Regions from separate parts of the Mus musculus genome. Here region 1 is linked to region 2. Evidence: chromatin contacts called from public Hi-C data. All regions are on one chromosome and are shown on one strand. Each heading gives the region's core, a stretch centred on a gene start, on an enhancer-like site or on the middle of the called end of the contact. The rest is flanking DNA. Distances are from core to core; before and after follow the strand shown. Region 1 has its middle 22 kb from the start of Lrrk2. Region 2 has its middle 41 kb from the start of Slc2a13.

Region 1 (4,718 bases), core at 1,879-4,378, 36 kb after region 2:
TCTACCTGGGCTCCCCAGTCTGCACACTGGAAGCTACTCAAGGTGATTCACATTGTTTGTCCTGTCCTCCATTAACATCTTTCCATTCTCACCCTGGGAACAACGCGCTTGCAGGAGCCCCTCCTCCTACCTCAATTTCATTCTCTGGAGACTCCAACCCTTTTAGCCCTTTCAACCCCCATCTCTCCAAATAATTCTTTGGTTTACTATACCCCACTTACAAGATTCCCTCTTCCAAATACATCTCCAGTTCCCTGTGGGCACCACCTCTTGGTGTGAACAGAATCCCCCTTGCTCTTTCATGAAGACTTTTTCAATATTCTTTCCTAAACCTGCCCTATTTCTCTCTGTTCCCCATCAGCATGCAGAAGTTCTCCATATCAGTCAAACCACAGCTGCCTCACTTCCCTAAGATCCAGAGAGGGTCTCAGAACCAACAAAGGGCAGAACAGATACCAGCACCTAGCATCACAATCATACTAGTCTCTGATGCCTAGACACCATCACATAAACATAACCATTACTATCAGAGACAATATGTCTCCACCAACACCCAGTAATCCAACTACAGTGAAATGCAATATACCTGAAGCACAAGACAAGGACTTCAAAAAAGCCATTATGAAAATGTAAATATGGCTAAATCCATCAGTGAACTCTGAAAATACAAACAGTGGAAAAAAATGGCAAAACCACTCAAGGCATGAAAGTAGAAATAGAATCACCAAAGAAAACACAAATCGAGCTAAGACTTGAAGAGAAAATGAAATAAAATAGAGATTTGGGGGTGTTGAAGGCAAGATAAAGAAATGGATACCTGAGTCAAGGGTAGTATTAAAAGGAAATTTGAAATACTATGGAAAAAACAAATTTATGAATAACAAGAATAGAGGAAAGAGAAAAACATCTAGGTCAAAGGCACAGAAAATATTTTCAACAAAATCTCAGAAGAAATGTCCCTCATCTGAAGAAGGAGGTCCATTTACAGGTACAAGAAGCATAGAGAACACCAACTAGATTGGCCCAGAAAAAAAAAATCCACAAAACACATAATAGTCAGGTCACTGAATGTACAGAATAAAGAAAGACTATTAAATGATGGAAGGAAAAAGATCAGAAGCATAAGTGTGTAAAGGAAGATGTACTGGAATAACACCTGACTTTTCAGTGGAGACACCAAAAGCCAGAAAGGCCTTGACAGATGTTCTACAAACGTTATCAGATCACAGATGCTAGCCCAAACTTCTATACTCAGCAAAACTATCACTCACAATAGTTTTCACCAGGAATTAGTATAGCCAGTGGCTACTCAATACCAAAAGGCTAACCCTAAAAACATACATACCATACAAGCAACATTATACGGACTGAGCAGGTTATAGGTTATATTTAGGAATATATGTTGGATATTCATGTGACTGGATTCGTAGGAAAGTCTGTCCAGATTGTGGACTCCCTTTGTAAACTTTGTATACTTTGTAAATCCTCAAGGCAGGAAAGTGGATCATCTACCCACTGAGGAATTTTCAGTCTGTCTAACTCTCACAAAGATCAGCCCCAGCCCCTCAAACGGACCCTCCCCAGATTATGCTAATTTTAGGTGAAAAGTATTCACAAAAGCCACTAATCCCTGAATAGGAAATCCCACCAATTTTTGAACTTCTGACAGAAACCCTCCAATCCCTGAACTTCTGACAGAAACCCACCAATCCCTGGGCACCAAAGTCCACCAAATCCCTGATTGGCAAAACCCACCAATCCCTAAGCACCCCCAAAGTCAGGCCTTGAAATCCCATGTATCCTCACCCTGGAAATTTCAACCCTAGAAAGCTCCATCCCCAAGAGCTCCACCCCCAATATAAGCACTGGACTTTGTCCCATTCCCAGCTGTCTGCTCCCTCCACGGAGCAGAGGCAGCCAGTCCTGGATTTGTCCCTCCACAGCCTGGACCCTCCAATAAATCTCTTTTATGAGATTTGCTGACTGATGTGGCTCTCTCTCATCAGAAGGCAAGAAACAACGAAGAGAAGAAGGGAAGAGAAAAATAGGGGCTGAGGTTCTTAAGCTTCTCGGCTCAGATCTGGATACCCACCCCACTCCTGGGAGCTGCCACCTCTGCCGCGGAGACTTCTGCTCAGAGATATGTGGTTCCTGGGCTCCTGTATCTCAGGATATCCTTCCATTGGAACACTGTCCCATCTCAGAACTGTGTGGTCCTGCACTTCAGAGTCCCAGGACACCTTTCCATCCAAGCAGAAAGGCCAACACTATATATGTCTAGACATATAAACAAACATACATCTACATGTACATATGCGTCATATACATTATATACACACTGTACAAATCACACACAGACACACAGACACAGACACACACACATATATACACATATCTATATATATAGATATATATGTAGAGAGAGAGGGAGGGAGAGAGAGAGAGAGAAAGAGAGAGACAGAGAGTGAGAGAGAGAGAGAGAGAGAGAGAGAGAGAAGCCATGGATTTGAAGGAAAATAAGTTCAGATAATGGGAGGGTAGAGAGATGGAATAATTATATTCTCAAAAATAAAATAAGAAAGCAAAGAACAATAGTAATAAAAACATTTTCCTTTAGCTCAAAAATATCTACACAGAACAGCACACATGCTCAATGCCGAAAATAATAACAACACGGAATTTAAAGCCACCCATTCCATTACTAACACCTCTTCCCCATACTTTCCCTTCTTCTCTTTGCTCGAATATGTTCCTAGGAACAATAGCCATGCTATTTTATCTCTACATATAAATTTCTAAAATAATACGTGTCTCTGTGGATAACATTTGTTTTCACTTTGAAAAGCGAAGAGGATTTTAGAAGACATTCCGCCTTCACCGCTGAGACCACGCTTTGTGAGGAAGGCCTGGAAAGTCTACCCTTGTGACTTCAAGGACATATTAGAAATATTTATAGTGCTTTTCCGTTCTGAGTAAATCAGCCGCTCGGAGATGCTTCTCGAATGCTTATGACAGTGCTGGTTGAATCACCTCTTTTGTTTTTCGTGTTCAGATTGTAAGGAGCAAGTAGCATTTTCAAAGCTGAGTATTACTCAGAACCAGCTCCCTCCCTAGGAATGAGTGACGTGAGAAATGAAAGTTTTAAATAGCTGTGGATCACCACAGGAAGTGCACGACATGAAGTTGGTTATGCATATATTACATGTGTTTTGAAGAGGAAGTAAACAAAAGAGAAAGTCAAGGAACACAAATATTTTCACTTATAGGACCCATGTTTTTCTTTGAAAACCAGTGTTGTTTTCTTGATGAGAGGGAAAAAAGACATGGCTTATTATATTTTCTACTATGTATCTTCTTTTAACTGTAAAGTTAGCAGGTAAATGAGTTGCTGAAATTAATTAGTTGAACACACACTCACACACACACACACTCACACTCATACACACACTCACACACACACTCACACACACACACACTCACACACATACTCACGCACACACTCACACACACACACACTCTCTCTCTCTCTCTCTCTCACACACACACACACACACACACACAAATAACAGTATCTTATGACCTCAAGTCACATTCATTACACAGTATCATGTATAAATTATCTATCATGGCTTGGCTCTTACATGTTCCTCAAAGGTTCTTGTTTGGAAGAAAGGTTTCCATCTAGCTATTACTAGGTGGCACGTTTAGGACAGAAGTTCTCAAACTAGTCATGACCTCTTTGGGATTCAAAGAAACTTTTCACAGGGGCCACAAATCAGATATCCTGCATATCAGATATTTACATTATAATTCATAACAGTAGCAATGTTAGTTATGAAGTAGCAATGAAAATAATTTTACTGGTGGGAGTCACCATAACATGAGGAACTGCATTTAAAATGTCACAATGGGCTGGAGAGATAGCTCAGCAATTAAGAGTACTGACTGTTCTTCCAGAGGTCCTGAGTTCAAATCACAGCAACCACATGTTGGCTCACCACCATCTGTAATGGGTTCCGATGCCCTCTTCTGGTCTGTCTGAAGACAGCTACAGTGTACTCATATACATAAAATAAACTAAAACAAAAACAAACAAAAAACACACGTGCACACACACATAAAGTGTCACAGCATTAGGAAGGGGACACTTAGTAAAAGGAAGTGAGGTTTCTGGGGGCGTGCTCTTGAAGGGATAATTGAGGACTCAGCCCCTCATTTCTCTTTTTACTTCCAGACTTCATGAAGGTTACCGTTTCTTCTGTAGCTATGCTCACAGCATCAGAGATTACAACAACCACAGACTGAAAGCCTCTGAGACTGTGTGTCAAAGTAGGAGATTTCTTTTCCAGCTGATTATCTTCATGTCTTGTTTCAGTGATGGAAAACCAGAAACACTATTCTAGTTTATGTCACCATGCTAGTTAGCCATTAATTAATTTTTATTATGTCCTTTTTCTTCCTGTGCTGTTTCATATTAATTTTTTTATCATGCGTGCTGTCTTCAAAAATAGTTTTATTGAGGCACAGTTCACATACCACACTCTGCTGGTCACCTAGTAAGAGGGAACCTCAGCTGAGGAATTATCTCTATTAGATTGGCTCATGGGCATGTATGTGCGGCTGTTGTATTGGCTGATAAATGATGTGGGTGGGACCATCCACAGAATGATGGTCCTGTGTGGGAAGCCACATGTGCCTTTGCAGGGTGGTGCTGGCTT
Region 2 (4,686 bases), core at 2,129-4,628:
GCCACATGGGTCTGGGGCTGAATTGATGCCATCAGTCTTGGCAGCAAACATCTATACCTGCCATGCCACTGGCCCAAGAGCTTATTTTCATCTATAAACTCAACTCCGTACTATCAAGAGAAGAGTTACATTTGCCTTTTAAGTTCCCACAGACCAAACAACAAAATAGAATCTGCATTTAGAAATGGACCTGCTACCAATACCAATACAAATTTATTGGAATTTGGAATGTAAACAGATGTTTCGAACAAACAATCTAACCTTATAAAAATGTGTGGCATTATTAAATAGTTTCTGAAGAAACCCTAAGTGTGATGTGGTGGATATCTCAAGCATGTTAGGTCCCCAGTGCTGAGGCATGGCTGCAGCCAAGGAGAGGGGACTAGCTGGCAAACCATGTCAGTGACCAATCCCACAAATCAAATAGCCCTATTTTTTAAAAAACCCACAAAATTTAGCTTCTGCTAACGTGAAGGTTAGCACAGTGGATCTGTAAAGCTTTGACACTTGCTCCAGGAGCGCCACTTCCTCCCGTAAGCCATGGCTATCCCTCTCCAGCCAGCTGCAGGAGTTCCAGGACAGCCTTACCCACAGCCAGCAGCCGCATGCAAGAGATGTCTTTGCGTTCACATTTACATATGACCTATCAGAGCTGCATCTGCCCACCATCCTGACTGCAGCCAGACCTGTTTGTCACAGGGTAAGGGGAGGGAAGATGGTGGTAGGCCTTTTTACACCCCTGAGGTCTTTCCTGAATAAATCCTAATAGAACGTTTTCCTCCCTCTTTGACCTGCCTGAAGACTAACTTTCCATCAGCTTGCTTTCTTATAGAACTCAGGACTACCAGCCCAGGGATGGCACCACCCACAATGGGCCCTCCCCCTTGATCACTAATTGGGAAAATGCCTTTCAGCTGGATCTCATGGAGGCATTTCCTCAAGGAAGGTTCCTTTCTCTGTGATAACTCCAGCCTGTGTCAAGTTGACACACAAACCCCAGCCAGTAGAGCTGTCATATCTAGAAGTTGCAACCTCAAAGATTTCCTGGCCTTTTACAGTCATGTTTTCCTGGCCTCTTCCAGGTTGTTCCCTAAAGCTTAGGTATAAGAGCTGTAGACATATGCTTGGACTGGGCACTCCATGGTCATTTGAACTCTGCATCCTGATGAGCTGAAACTACAGTGGATATGATATTATACCTAAGAGGTCCCAAAAATTCCAACTGGAGGCTTTCTTTAAAGGTGCGCTTCCTGAGGTTCCAATCATATTCCTTGTGTCATGTCCTTCCCCTGTACTCTTAGAGAAAAGTCAGACCCTGGCTTGAAGGCACATATGAGTTTCAGGAAAAAATAGAAACTGTTTCTTTACTGTGTGATATATGATTACTGTCGTCAATCAACTGAAGTTGTTAAGAATTTACGACACTCTTCCGAAAGAGAGGCAGGAGAGAACTCTAAAGAATCTGAATAGCTGGTATGACCTAGATAAAATGTAAAGTTTAAAACTTTATTTGCTTTATAGTCCCAACAGATGTTCTAATATTTGAAGATACGGACACATAAGTCTTCTTGGGACTTGGTAGTGTAGGATTTTTCTAGACCACTGAATAATGATAATTGCTAATATGAATAATCTGTGTAAGGTGAAATTTTTCCAAATACTATGTGACTGTCTCACTTGTCCCTAAAAGTGACTCTGTAGGCACCAAGGAAACCAACACCCACGAAGATGAGCTTCATTGCTTAAAGCTTGAAGACCAGATTGTTCAGCAATACCCCATGCTCAGCACCCTGCTCTCTTAGAGCGGGATGCTCTGCTATGCCCCTACAGCAATCCATCATTTGAGCAGCAAGCCCCTGTCTCCATTCTATCTTTGTAGCCAGATAACTGATTTCTGGATTTTGGTGAATCCCTAGACCTGAATTCTGGACCTAGCTAGTCAGGGTCTTTAGTCACATGGTTTCTGCAGTTCCTTTTCCTTGCTTTTGACTTGGGGGAGTCCTGTGCCTAAAGATTCTCCTCCCCTGCCTGGCTGAGTGTCTGCAGCTCACCTGTAATTCACAGTGCAGAGGAGCCAGCAGCATAGAAAATCTTACTCTCTGCCAGCCAAGAAGGAGCAGGTGGCTGTCAGTTTTGTATGTTCTGGGGAAGCTATTTGTCAGTGATAACCTAGATAGCAGTGGCTGGCTGCAGAAGGATCTCTCCCCTGGCATATGGTCTGTTTAGATTCCTACTGCTGCCTCATCTGTGCATGCTCTTGTTATTCCCACAAAACTGGTGAATATAAAAGTAGAGGTAAATAAAAAAATATCTGAATCAGCAACCTGGGCTCCATCTTCTCTCTGGTTAAAGATTGTGAGCTAAAAATACAACCCTAGCTGTTTGGTGCTTTAAGATAGAAGAGGTGGGATGCAGATATTTTGATAATTCGGTTGCTAAGCGACGATTTCCCGATTATGTAAGCTTCCATCATCGCCAGTGGTGTGGAGGGGGCGGTAACGGATGCTGACGCAAAGAGCACGCAGAAGGTATCTTTCATGCGCCAGTGCCAGCGTCTGAGATCTGGCTTTGGAGAATATATCTAGGTAAGAAGGAAATGCCCCAAGCCACAAAGGCCTGTGCTCTACAAGAATGTGCGATTGTTTAATCTTACAGTTGGATGTGCAGGAGTTTACCAAATGACCTCAGCTTCAGGGAAGGAACACAGTTTGTCCTTTGAATCACGATATGCTCCCATCAAAAATCAGGAAATATGAATAAAACTGAGGATCGGGGTTGACTATTCTCAGTTAGTAGCCCTGACTTTACTAAATCTTTAGGGCAGACTTGCAAGGCTACTGACGCTATTCGCTCTGTATAAATGAGAGCTACTCTAGACCTTGCCCGGGCTGACCCTGGATGGATATAAACACGTGAGTCCAGGACGGTGTTTTTCTCTTTGCACACATTTCATCGGCGATCATGCTACCTGTGTTAGTCAGGGTTTCTATTCCTGCACAAAACATCATGACCAAGAAGCAAGTCGGGGAGGAAAGGGTTTATTCGACTTACACTTCCACATTGCTGTTGATCACCAAAGGAAGTCAGGACTGGAACTCACACAGGTCAAGAAGCAAGAGCTGATGCAGAGGCCATGGAGGGATGTTACTCGCTTGCTTCCCCGGCCTTGCTCATCTTGCTTTCTTATAGAGCCTAGGACCACCAGCCCAGGCATGGCACCACCCACAATGGGCCTTTCCACCCTTGATCACCAACTGGGAAAATGCCCCACAGCTGGATCTCATGGAGGCACTTCCTCAAGGGAGTCTTCTTCCTCTGTGATGACTCCAGCTTCTGTCACGTTGACACAAAACCAGCCAGTACATGACCTTAGTGTCATTTGCACAGTGTGCCTTTTCATTCTCTTATGAGTCAGTACTTCTTTTTCCTCCCTATGCAAGGATTTATCTCCAATCCTTTGTGGTTGATTTGCTGAATTTCCAAGGAGATTATGTTTGTGTGTGTGTGTGTGTGTGTGTGTGTGTGTGTGTGTGTTATTATTGTTTTTAAAAGAATCTTCTCAGAGTATCAAAACAAGTTAAATAAGAAAATTGTACCTAAGCTGAAAATTAAGATAACTTCATGTTACTTAAAACGGTCTTTATTTTCGCTAGACCATACCTCTGACTCATGGGTTGACAGGGGGAAGTTTCTTAATGTGTCTGTTTGCAGCATGGCCCGGGGACTGTGGAAATTTCTTTTGAATGAGTTGGAGTTGAGCTAAAAATGAGGTAAGCCTGAAGCTGTAGGGAGAAATGGAATTTTTTTAGTTAATATTTCTCATTCTTTGAAATTACTGTACATGTACAGAGTAATCATATCCGTCTACCATTCCCTCCCTCCAATGTCCTGCATGGTTGTCACCCCCTCCCCCCTACCAGCCCCCATGGCCTCATTGATTCCACATGTAGGATAGTTTTCTTTCGTCTGCTATGGCAACAATAAAGAGGATAACCATGCCATATTGTATGATGTCCATATCAGTATCCAAAGCCCTATTTCTGTTTACGCCTCCTGCTTGCAGTGAGGCCGTGAGCATTTACTCACCGTTTTTGTGGCTCACTGATGCCATCCGTGGAAATGAAGCTCAGAGGCATTCAATAACCTTTCCAAGGTCCCAGAGGGCAGGCCAAGGTTCTGTTCTTTCCTCTGGCTAATGGCCGGCGCTGTTTATTATTGCTGTTGCTTTCTTGACCTTTGGCCGTTAGAGTCACCGATGTCCTCACACCGCCCTTCACTCTGCTCAGGTTTTGTCTTCGGCGGCTTACCTCTCTCAAGTACTCTCTGTGCTATTGCGGTAGGAGATCTGGGCCAGTGAAGCTAAATTTATACTCCCCTAGAAATTAAATTAAGTCATATTTTAAGTGGACTGTATGCGAATAAACAGGGACTTCTGTGTTAATTTCAGATATTTGGCTGTGGCGTTTGGGAAAGTCCTGGACTTTTGGGAGAGCTTATGTAGAACTCAAAGTACATACAGAGTAATTATTTGATAATCGTCCAACCCAATTCAGCAGACTGCGTTGTATTTATTTGTGTGAAACCACAGAATTAGATGCTGTGAGAGATAAAATAGATAAGACACTGTCTACCCTTTCATGCCTTGCTAGTTGTGAGCAAAAGAAGCAGCCCTTGTTTCCTGATCTT

The links. A called contact is a pair of places that touch in the nucleus more often than the background predicts.
Region 1: a Hi-C map of adipose-derived mesenchymal stem cells shows a contact between it and region 2, with 2.3 times the contacts expected there. The contact joins two enhancer-like sites. A contact is called at or near these places in 1 of 15 datasets of contacts at CTCF or cohesin (the NIH/3T3 cell line), 8 of 484 Hi-C or Micro-C datasets (the HPC-7 cell line, Th1 cells, adipose-derived mesenchymal stem cells and 5 more) and 1 of 115 datasets of contacts at active chromatin or transcription factors (embryonic fibroblasts).

What each region holds. Positions count from the first base shown.
Region 1 is chr15:91,648,558-91,653,275 of GRCm38.p6, forward strand. No RefSeq gene overlaps it. Among named protein-coding and RNA genes, the nearest start is that of Lrrk2, 22 kb to the right of the region's middle. Within about 2 kb of position 3,129, at least 57 of the 459 cell types and tissues checked have an H3K27ac peak or open chromatin away from gene starts, as enhancers often do. A contact at or near this core is called in adipose-derived mesenchymal stem cells, where this site is marked.
Region 2 is chr15:91,612,038-91,616,723 of GRCm38.p6, forward strand. No RefSeq gene overlaps it. Among named protein-coding and RNA genes, the nearest start is that of Slc2a13, 41 kb to the left of the region's middle. Within about 2 kb of position 3,379, at least 74 of the 459 cell types and tissues checked have an H3K27ac peak or open chromatin away from gene starts, as enhancers often do. A contact at or near this core is called in adipose-derived mesenchymal stem cells, where this site is marked.